Regions from separate parts of the Oryctolagus cuniculus genome. Here region 2 is linked to region 1. A link is a contact called in public Micro-C data. All regions are on one chromosome and are shown on one strand. Each heading gives the region's core, a stretch centred on a gene start, on an enhancer-like site or on the middle of the called end of the contact. The rest is flanking DNA. Distances are from core to core; before and after follow the strand shown.

Region 1 (4,172 bases), core at 1,569-4,068:
CCTTCTCCTGGTCACCCCTCAGGGCCTTACTCTGCTGAGGCTGTGTCCTGAATGTCCTGAACCCGGCGAGGCCGCTGCTTCCCCAGGAGTCTCAGGTCCCACCTCAGACAAAATTGAACCTTCTCTCCTACGCTTCTCTTGAGTGGAGCCTCTCTCTTGGGGCCAGGTCCAAGTTGCTCTTCGTCTCCTCCCCAGCCCCCATTTTACACACTGTGTATTATTTTACTCTCCCCCCATCCCAAGTTTGTGCCCCTTCAATGGTTTCACACTGCTAGGAATTCAAGACTTTTTTTCTCAAAAAGGGATCAAACAATCTTTCTGTTTATCCATATTGCATGTAGCATTCCTGCCAGGTGGGGGCCGCTGGCTGCTCCCCTCACAGTCACTTCTGGCCTGTTTGTGGCCTACAAGCCTTTAGGGCCACAGGCACACCTCCTGTGTCTGGAAATCCTGGCCCTGTAAGCCACACCCCTTCCCAGAAGCTCCAGAGACCCGAGGAGCACCCTGGCCCCTCTGCTGGAGGCTCTACGGCACTTAGCAGTCTCATCCACACACACCCTCTTTTACAGCCAGTTCTAACAGAAGCCAATGATTATCGACCACCGACTACATCCAAAGCACTGAGCAGTTTAATACAAGGACTGTGCTCTCCAGAAACAGCCAGTAAAAAGCAAGGGCTCTGGAGCGTTAGATAAACTTCAGCACATGAGGGAAATCAGTTTCCTCACAACAACGTGAGAGGAGTAACAGTGCCTGCTCTGTAGCATCTGCAAAGAACTAAAGGAGATCCATGCAGGTCAAGCGCTCACTTGGCACAGTGCCTGGTATGGAAGAAAGACTGTCGAGGCCGTAGCTGTGGTTTTTACCCACGCTGGACACGGCAAGGAGAAGTGGGCTCCCACAGGTTCCCTGCCTTTGGGGCTCTCCCATGTCTCCTGAGAGCCTAGAACAGTCCTCTGGACCCGGGAAGACCCCCACTCGCCCTCCTCCCGCCCCCCAGGCCTTGCTGGACCCGCCTTCCCCAGGCTCCCGAGAAACCTCGTTTGTATTCCACCGTAGCCGCTCTGGAGGCAGCAGCGGGCAGCGAGGAAGACACTCCAGCAGCTTCTTGGGGAGAAAGATCTTCAGGTGGCGGCTGTTCTCTGAGGGAGTTGGAAGGGAGGGCTTCGTAAGCCAGCCCGGCGTCCCTGTGAGGGTCGGCCCAGAGTGTGGGGGAAACAGAAACCAAGGAGAGCAGGGATCCCCAGTGCAGGGACAACAGGGGGCTGTGAACTCACCGGCAACCTCGGTGGTGTCCTTGGTATTCATGGTGAGGGCTCCAGGGGGCAAGGTCACCCCCGGCCTGAGGGGCCGGGGGGAGGGGGAGTCTGTGCTGGGAAGGGAGAGAACAGGTCATGGCAGAAGCCTCTACATCATTAATCCAGGGTGAAGAGCATGAGGCGGGGTGGGGTGGAGTGCAGAACTAGGTCGTGACACCAGGGAAAGATGAGGGAGAGAGAGGAAGGGTCGTGACTATGTGACAGCCATACGTGTGCGGGGAACGGAGGTGAACCAATGTGAGTAGGAGACAGGACAGAATGGCCTGACCAGGAAAAACTGGGGAGGGTGGGGGAAGGGAGAAGGCTGCCGGGGCTGGGGTCTCAGAGGCCCTACAGCTAGGGCTCTTGCAGCCACTGGGGCTGCTGTGGGGTCAGGCCCTGGGAGGAGGGACTCCGGGCACCAGGTCCTTGGAGGATGGTTTGGCCAGAGAGCCTGGATGCTGGGGGAAGGGCAGGAGATTGGAGACAGTGGAGAGCTAGGCCTTAGAAGACACGCCCTGAGTTCCTTCTCTATTTGATTTTTCCAAGGGGAAGGGCAGATCTGATAACCGGTACCAAGCTACTCTCCCTCCCCCAGATTGGTCAGGCCCTGGTAGGATCTGGGTTAGACACCCACAGCTTAGCTTCCGGCTCTCAGGATGACCGCCTGCCCCAAGGCTGACAGTCCTCTCCACACTCCCCCTACCCAAGACCCCTTTTCCCCAAACGCCTCTGCCTCCCCGGGGCCTCCGGGCCTACTCCTTCCCCATCTACGCTCTGGCTCCAGCCTGAGCCCCCGCCCTCCTCGGGGAACAGATGGGAGCCGGAGGAGGCTCTAGGCGCGGGCTCGCCAGGTGTCCGGGATGCAGAGGGGGAGGAGGCCCGGCCGAGCTCGAGCTCGGCTGTGTGCAGCGAAGCTGGGGTTGGGGCAAGGACTCCGCCCCGGGGCGCAGGTGCGCAGTCCCGACTGGGCAGCCTGCCAGGGTGCGGAGCCGGAGCGGGTCCTGGGTGTGGGTCCGCGGGCGGCGCTGGACCCTGACACCCGGAGCAATGGGCGGCCCCCTACGGCGGGGTGGAGGTCTCCGGGGAACCTCAGAGGTGAGAGGGTCTCCCCGCATAGAGGATGTTCAAGGGAAGCCGCGGAACAGAGTCCGCGGGCGCGCTGGGAGTCGGGTGCGGGGTCCCCGGGACGGTCCCCGGCACGCGCAGGTCCGCCGTGGGGCCCTGCGGCGAGCGGCGCCCCCTGGCGCGGGGGAGGAGGACGGAAGCGGGGAGCGGGGGTGAGCCGGGAGGAGGGACGGTGGTCCCCGGCGCGGCGCTGCACGTCGGGAACGGGTGGAGCTGCGCCCCCTGGCGCGGGGGCGGAGAGGCGGGCGAGAAGCCCTGGCTCTTACCTCCCGGGGTCCCGCGGGTGACGGCGGCAGCGGCCATTCTACCCCTCACCGACCCCCCCCAGCGCCGGCTGACAGCGGCGTCCGACGTCACTGCGCACGGGGCGGAGCCTCCCAATTAAGGGGATGGGGGTCGGGAAGGGAACCTGGGGATCAGCACACGTGGGGTTCTGGGTGGGGCGCTGGGCGGAGGGACCCGGCTTCCCGGGCCCGCAGCCAGGCCGAGGGGACAGATCGCTGGGAAGTCCCTGCAGGGACAGGCGCGCTGAGGGGACGGGTTCCGGGGTCCCGGAGGCGGAAGCTCGGCCGACGGACGTGACTCCCGGTCCCGGAGAATGGGGTGGAGGCGGCGGTGCAGTGCTGGAACCCGAGGGGCTGGCGAGGGACCGAGGACGGACCCAGGCCGAGCTCCTGGGAGCTGGCCCTGGAGAAGCGAAGGAGCGCCCCAGCCCTCAGTCCCCGCGTCAGTGCACAGAGAGGACGACGACGCTGGCTCCATTTGCTTGCTCTTTAATAACGCAACAGAGAGAATATGGGCTCGGGGCGTTTTCGTGGGCAGGGCAGGTGGGCGTGGGAGTGAATGGCTCAGAGGACGGGACAGGGCTCCGTGCTGGCCGCGGAGGCGATCGCGATGACCTGGGCCGGGGCCGCAGGCAGCACCAGCATCCTGGGCACAGGTGCTTTCCGCTTACTCCTCAGACTCCAGCTCCACCCCCCAGGGGCGGTTAAAGGGGCTCCTCCTGGCTGTGGCAGTGCTGAAGGGGGCCAGAGAGCTCCACTGCCTGGAGGAGCACGACACCTCCTGGCCCAGGGGACTCCAGGGAGACCAAAGCAGCTGTAGACGACAGAAATTACAGGGGAAAGGATGGGAGAGGAGGCTCAGCGGATTTGCTGGTCCCCAAGCCCGGGTACCCGTCTCCAGCTCTCACCAAGTTTGTTTTTCTTCTCAAACTAGCGCTCCCACCTGGCTCTTGGCTTCTGCTGTCTCCACGCAAGACCGAGGACTCACACCAGCCTCCCCCGCCCCCCAGTCATACCTGGGCACTGTCAGGAGCGAGGCCGTGGTCCTCTTCCAGTTCAGAGTATCCCGCGGTGCTGGGGAATCCACAGCCCTCTCCTTCCAGCACCAGGGGCTCGGACGCAGCCCCAGAGCTGCCCCACTGGCCCCTCTTCAGCCTGCGGAGATGGCATTTAGGAGATGGCCAGGCTTCCGGCCTCTAATCTTCACTGAAACACTGACCGCTGGGACCCAAGGCACTGCCTTTGACCTTCAGCTCTGCACCCGCAGCTCTTCTCATCTAGGACTGCAGTGTGCTCACTCCAGGGACCCAGCAGTGACCCCAGAGCATCCCACACCCGCCAGTTCTATGGTGTATTTTCCTGTCTGGTGATCCCGTTTCCACCCCTTCCACCTCCTGGGGCTCAGCCTCCATCCCTCAGTTCCCTCTGTCTTTCCACATTACAAAAATTAATCCCATTTGGG
Region 2 (4,558 bases), core at 299-2,798, 250 kb before region 1:
CAATAGGCTAATCTTCCGCCTTGCAGCGCCGGCACACCGGGTTCTAGTCCCATTTGAGGCGCCGGTTCTGTCTCGGTTGCTCCTCTTCCAGTCCAGCTCTCTGCTGTGGCCAGGGAGGGCAGTGGAGGATGGCCCAAGTGTTTGGTCCTGCACCCCATGGGAGACCAGGAGAAGCACCTGTTTCCTGGCTTCAGATCAGCGCCGTGCGCCGGCCGCTGCTGCGGCCACTGTGGGGGTGAACCAATGGTAAAGCAAGACCTTTCTCTCTCTCTCTGTCTCTCTCTGTCTCTCTCTCTCTCTCACTGTCCACTCTGTCAAAAAAAAAAAAAAAAAATCCCTTAGAGTCCTAAGCCCAGAAATGTCAATCATCCATCATCCTCCCTGAGGTCCAATGTGACAGCCCCAGAAATGATCCTCCAGTCCGGCCCCTCTTCTCCCACCCGCTCTCAGCCATCTCCTACCCTCCGCAATGCCCAGGATTAATCTCCAAAAACAGAACTCTCATCGTGACACTCCACGGCTTTAAAAAACCGGCCCGGGTTCCACGTGTCCTCCTGCGGGGCGGGCCCGCCGCCCCAGTCTTCCCCTCTGCCTGCGGGACAGGATGTGCCCGCCTCGCCTCGCCTCGCCTCGCCTCGCCTCGCCTAGCTTTCCCTTCAGAACGCCCTTGCTCAACGTGTGCCCGTTCTTCGGAATTGGCGTCCTCACATTTCCCTTCCTCTGGGCAGCCTGCCGAGCGCAGTGAGCTGCTCTGTCTTCTGAGTCAGCCCTCTATTATAGCATTCCTGGACTCATGACACCTGTCCACGTGTTCCTCGACTGGACCAGAACGCCAGGGGCCGCGATCACTCATGCGTGTCTCCAGGGCTCTGCTCAGCGTCTGGCACAAAATGGGGCCGGGGTGTGGGGGCACGGATGGATGATGGATGGATGGATGATGGATGGATAGATGTTAGCGGGGACCGGCGGGTGGAGACGTTGACATTAGAAACCCTGCACAAATCCAAGACAGACACCAGGGGGAGCTGAGACACCGCAACAAAGCCGGAGGGCGGGCCTAAGGAAACCGCAAGCTCTGGGATGAGCCGAGGAGCGGCGCGCACCCTAGCAGGCATCATGCAACTGGAACGGCTCACCCACGTGTGCATCCCCTCACCCTCCAGCCCAGACTGTTTGAGTTCATTCCACCGCCCCCACCACCCCGGCAGCCCCCATCTCCACCGAGAAAGCAAACAAAGGGGAGGAGACCCCTACTGGGTTGTGGATGCCAGGAGCCAATCCGAGGGCTGCAATCTCCTGAAGGGCGGGCGCCTCGTTGGAGCGGCCCAATCCGCTTGCAGGGATCTGCGGAAGGGCGGGGAGATGGGCGGGAGAAGCGGGAGAAGGGACCGCGCGCACGGGGGGAAGGGCTCCCCTGGGGACTGGAGCGCAGAGGGTGGAGGCGGAGCCAATCACCGCGCGAGTCTGTGAGGAGAGGGCGGGAGCGCCCGGCGCGCGCGATCCGGCTGACGCATCTGGCCCCGGTTCCCCAGGCCCGGAGGAGGGGCCCGCAGGGGAGGGGGAAGAGGAGACAGAGCGGAGGACGCGCGTGCGCAGTGGCGCGGGGAGGAGCAGGACCTAGCAGCGGGCGAGAAGGCTTGCGAGCCAGCCCCGAACCGGGCGGGCGGCGGGCGCGCGCACCATGGGGGAGAAACCGGGGACCAGGTAAGGGAGGTGGGGCCGCGCGGCGGGATATGGGTGGCTGCGGCTCGGGGCTGGTGCCGAGATAGTCTCCAAACAAGGACACCGGGGAGGGAAAGCTGGGGGCTGGACGCCTGGGTCCCCAGGGGGCAGCCATCGGGGCCCCACGCTTAGGTCCTCGAGGGTACTGGGGTGAGTGGGGGCGCATGCACGGGCCCTTGCAGAGAGCAAGGCCTGAAGGGTACCAGAAACCGGCCTCGGGGGTCCTCGCAGGGATGTAGGGGTTCTCGCGTGCGGGCTGCGATGTAGGAGGAAGCAGGAGCAGGTGGCCGGTCCCAAAGGGTCGCGTCCCAGGAGGCTGGATGCTGGGAAGGGGATTCCCCCTCTAGACTCGTGCGGAGCCCGAGGGAAACCTGCCCAGTACCCTACAGCAGAAGGGCTGCCCCCACCTGTCCCAAGGACCGGGCGGCTCCGCTTCCAAACTTCTGCCTTCCCGTGGGTTGCCAGGAGCAACAGCTTCATCTTGAGGGAGCAGAGTGCGTGGCGACCCTCCCCGAGGCTGGGCGCCGCGTCCCTTCCCAGGGCGCGGGGGAGAAGGGTCTGCCCCGAGCCACGCATCCACTCCCCGGATGTTTTCTGTGCAATTGAGGCTCCTTCCTTCCACGGACACCCCGAGTTCTCTTTTTTGGTCTCTACCAAAATCCACTTCCTGTTGTGACCCAACACCCCCAAGGGGGCAGGGAGTGAATGCCGGGGCCCCAGGGGAGCAGGAGCAAAAGAAAAGGTTGGGGCTGTTTGTCTCAACCAGGAGGGGCTCATGAGTGGTCCTGAGCTGTCACTAGAACTGCAAAACAAGATCCCATCAACCCCACCCATTGAGTAGGAGAACCCAGGCTTCGGCTTCTGAGCGTAGAGTAGACCACTATCAGGGAGAGGTCAGCGCAGCAAGGGAAGATGGGTGTCCTGGATTAGGGGCTAAGCACCCTCAGAGAAGGGAGAAGTCACTGACTTGGAGGAGGCCCCCAGTTTCCGTTATGTGGTTTAGGGAGTGGGGGACGGATGGGCCAAAGGAGGGCTGCTGACTTGGCATAATTCCCTCCACCCCCATCAAATTCTGGGCCACAGGAAATGGAGAGAATAGCAGGAAGCGCGAAGGGGCATCTGCTTCACTGCCCCCCACCCTGACCGGGCACCTCCCTGCTCATCCCCACACTGTCTCCCTGGGCGGCCTGAGCACGCACACGCTGCTCCTCCCTGCCCTGGCAGGAGGGGGCCAGGTTAGGATCCAAAGGGCAGGTGCTCCAGGGTAATTGCCCCAGAGCCACACTCCTCTTGGCCAACTGATTAGCGCCCCTGCTGGGTAGAAACGCTGGGGCAAGGAGGGGACCCAGAAGCAAAGGGGAGGGAGAGCCTGGATGATGCCAGAGCAGTCAGCCCCCCCTCCCAACCCAGGATGGGCAGAAGGTAGGGTGCTCATGCTGGCTGCCCCCTCATTGACAGCTTAGTGACTGGGGAACTTCAGGGGCTGCTAAGCCCTTTGCCATATGACCTTTGGACAGCTTGCACTGGGGAGAAGGGGCAAGTGGAGTTCCTGGAGCAGACACCGGGGTGCTGGAGGGGAAGGAGGGAAGGGCCAGGCGGCAGCCCTTCAGTTTCTCCTCTCTGGGACCCTTTCCAGCGGGCACTGCCGAGCAGAATGGACTAGAAGGAGTTAGATGGTGCTTCCAAGGACAGGCCCACACGTGGCCAGAGCAGGGGTCGCCAGACACGTCCCTCCCCTTCCAGAGTCTGATGAGGCTTAGATAGTTTCAGCAGCTGGGAAGAAAAATGCCCTTCGGCTCAACAAACTGTCAGTGCTCACTACAGAGATAGACAGTGTAACCGTGTAGCTGTTGGGAGCTGAGACCCACAGCCAGCCTGCCTCAGTTTGTGTCGGACTTCTGTTTTACTCTGTGACCTTAGACGAAGTAGTTGACCGCTCCCTGCCTCAGTTTCCCCAACCCGTACAATAGGGCTCTTGGGGGCCCACCACTGGGCTGTTGAGTACTAACTGCGATCACGCACTTGGAACGGTGCCAAGCACGGCACAGTCACGCAGAAAACGTTAGCCACAATCACCCTCTGCAGCGTGCGGTGGCTGCCGCGCCGGGTGTGCCGAGGTGAACGAGGCCTCTGAGGCTTCGCAGGGCGAGGAGGGAGGCAGAGGAGGCACCGCTAACTGCTCTGGGTGCTATCACACCGCAAGCGAAACATAAACAAGATGTGACAGGAACCCTGAGACTGGAGGGTCTGGGGCCTGGACTGCGTCTGCTTGCCTTGAAAGACAAATAGGACCTGAAGCTGTTGAGGCCAGAGACAGGGCCGGTCGGTAGTTCAGGGAGCGGGGTCAGCCTTGGGTAGTGCCTCTGGTAGGAACTGTTTGGCGGGACAAAGGCCAAGGCCGAGCTCTCCGTGGAGCTGGAGACCAGATGGAAAGACAGTGAGGTCTTAGGGAACCACAACCTCCCCGTTCAGTGCCCCCCGCGGGAAGGCCCCTGGGGAAGAGCCTGGGTGGTTCCTGGAGCGGCCAGAAGCCATTCCCATGGTGGGAGGGGGGTTAGCGAGGGTGGACCTAGGACAAGAGAAGGGGCGTTTGCCCTAGCAACCGGCTTCAAGGGGCTGCCGGGTGTATAAAAGACTGCCAGGGAGGAAGTGGGAGGGGGCAGCGCAGGGCACAGCCCCTGCGAGTCCAGGGCGCGCTCTGCTTCTCGGGCTCGGCAGGGACGGTCCTGGTCTGGGGTCCCTGCTGAGTCTGAGGGAGGCAGTGGGGTTTCCCTTTCTGTTTTGTTAGGGTCTTCAAGAAGTCGAGCCCCAACTGCAAGGTGAGTCTCCCGCGCTG

Evidence for each region. A called contact is a pair of places that touch in the nucleus more often than the background predicts.
Region 2: a contact with region 1 is called in a Micro-C map of ear pinna, with 4 times the contacts expected there. The contact joins the promoter of ARRB2 here to the promoter of CAMTA2 in region 1. A contact is called at or near these places in 2 of 6 Hi-C or Micro-C datasets (ear pinna and an unstated tissue).

The regions. Positions count from the first base shown.
Region 1 is chr17:51,258,147-51,262,318 of mOryCun1.1, reverse strand. It overlaps CAMTA2 (calmodulin binding transcription activator 2), which reads right to left and starts at 2,818. Exons shown (of 22, transcript XM_070061271.1): 1 at 2,693-2,818; 2 at 1,278-1,372; 3 at 1,039-1,142. The coding sequence starts at 1,308. INCA1 (inhibitor of CDK, cyclin A1 interacting protein 1) reads right to left here. Exons shown (of 6, transcript XM_051825313.2): 5 at 3,727-3,865; 6 at 3,184-3,524. The coding sequence ends at 3,378.
Region 2 is chr17:51,504,454-51,509,011 of mOryCun1.1, reverse strand. It overlaps ARRB2 (arrestin beta 2), which reads left to right and starts at 1,548. Exons shown (of 15, transcript XM_002718823.5): 1 at 1,548-1,704; 2 at 4,511-4,541. The coding sequence starts at 1,682.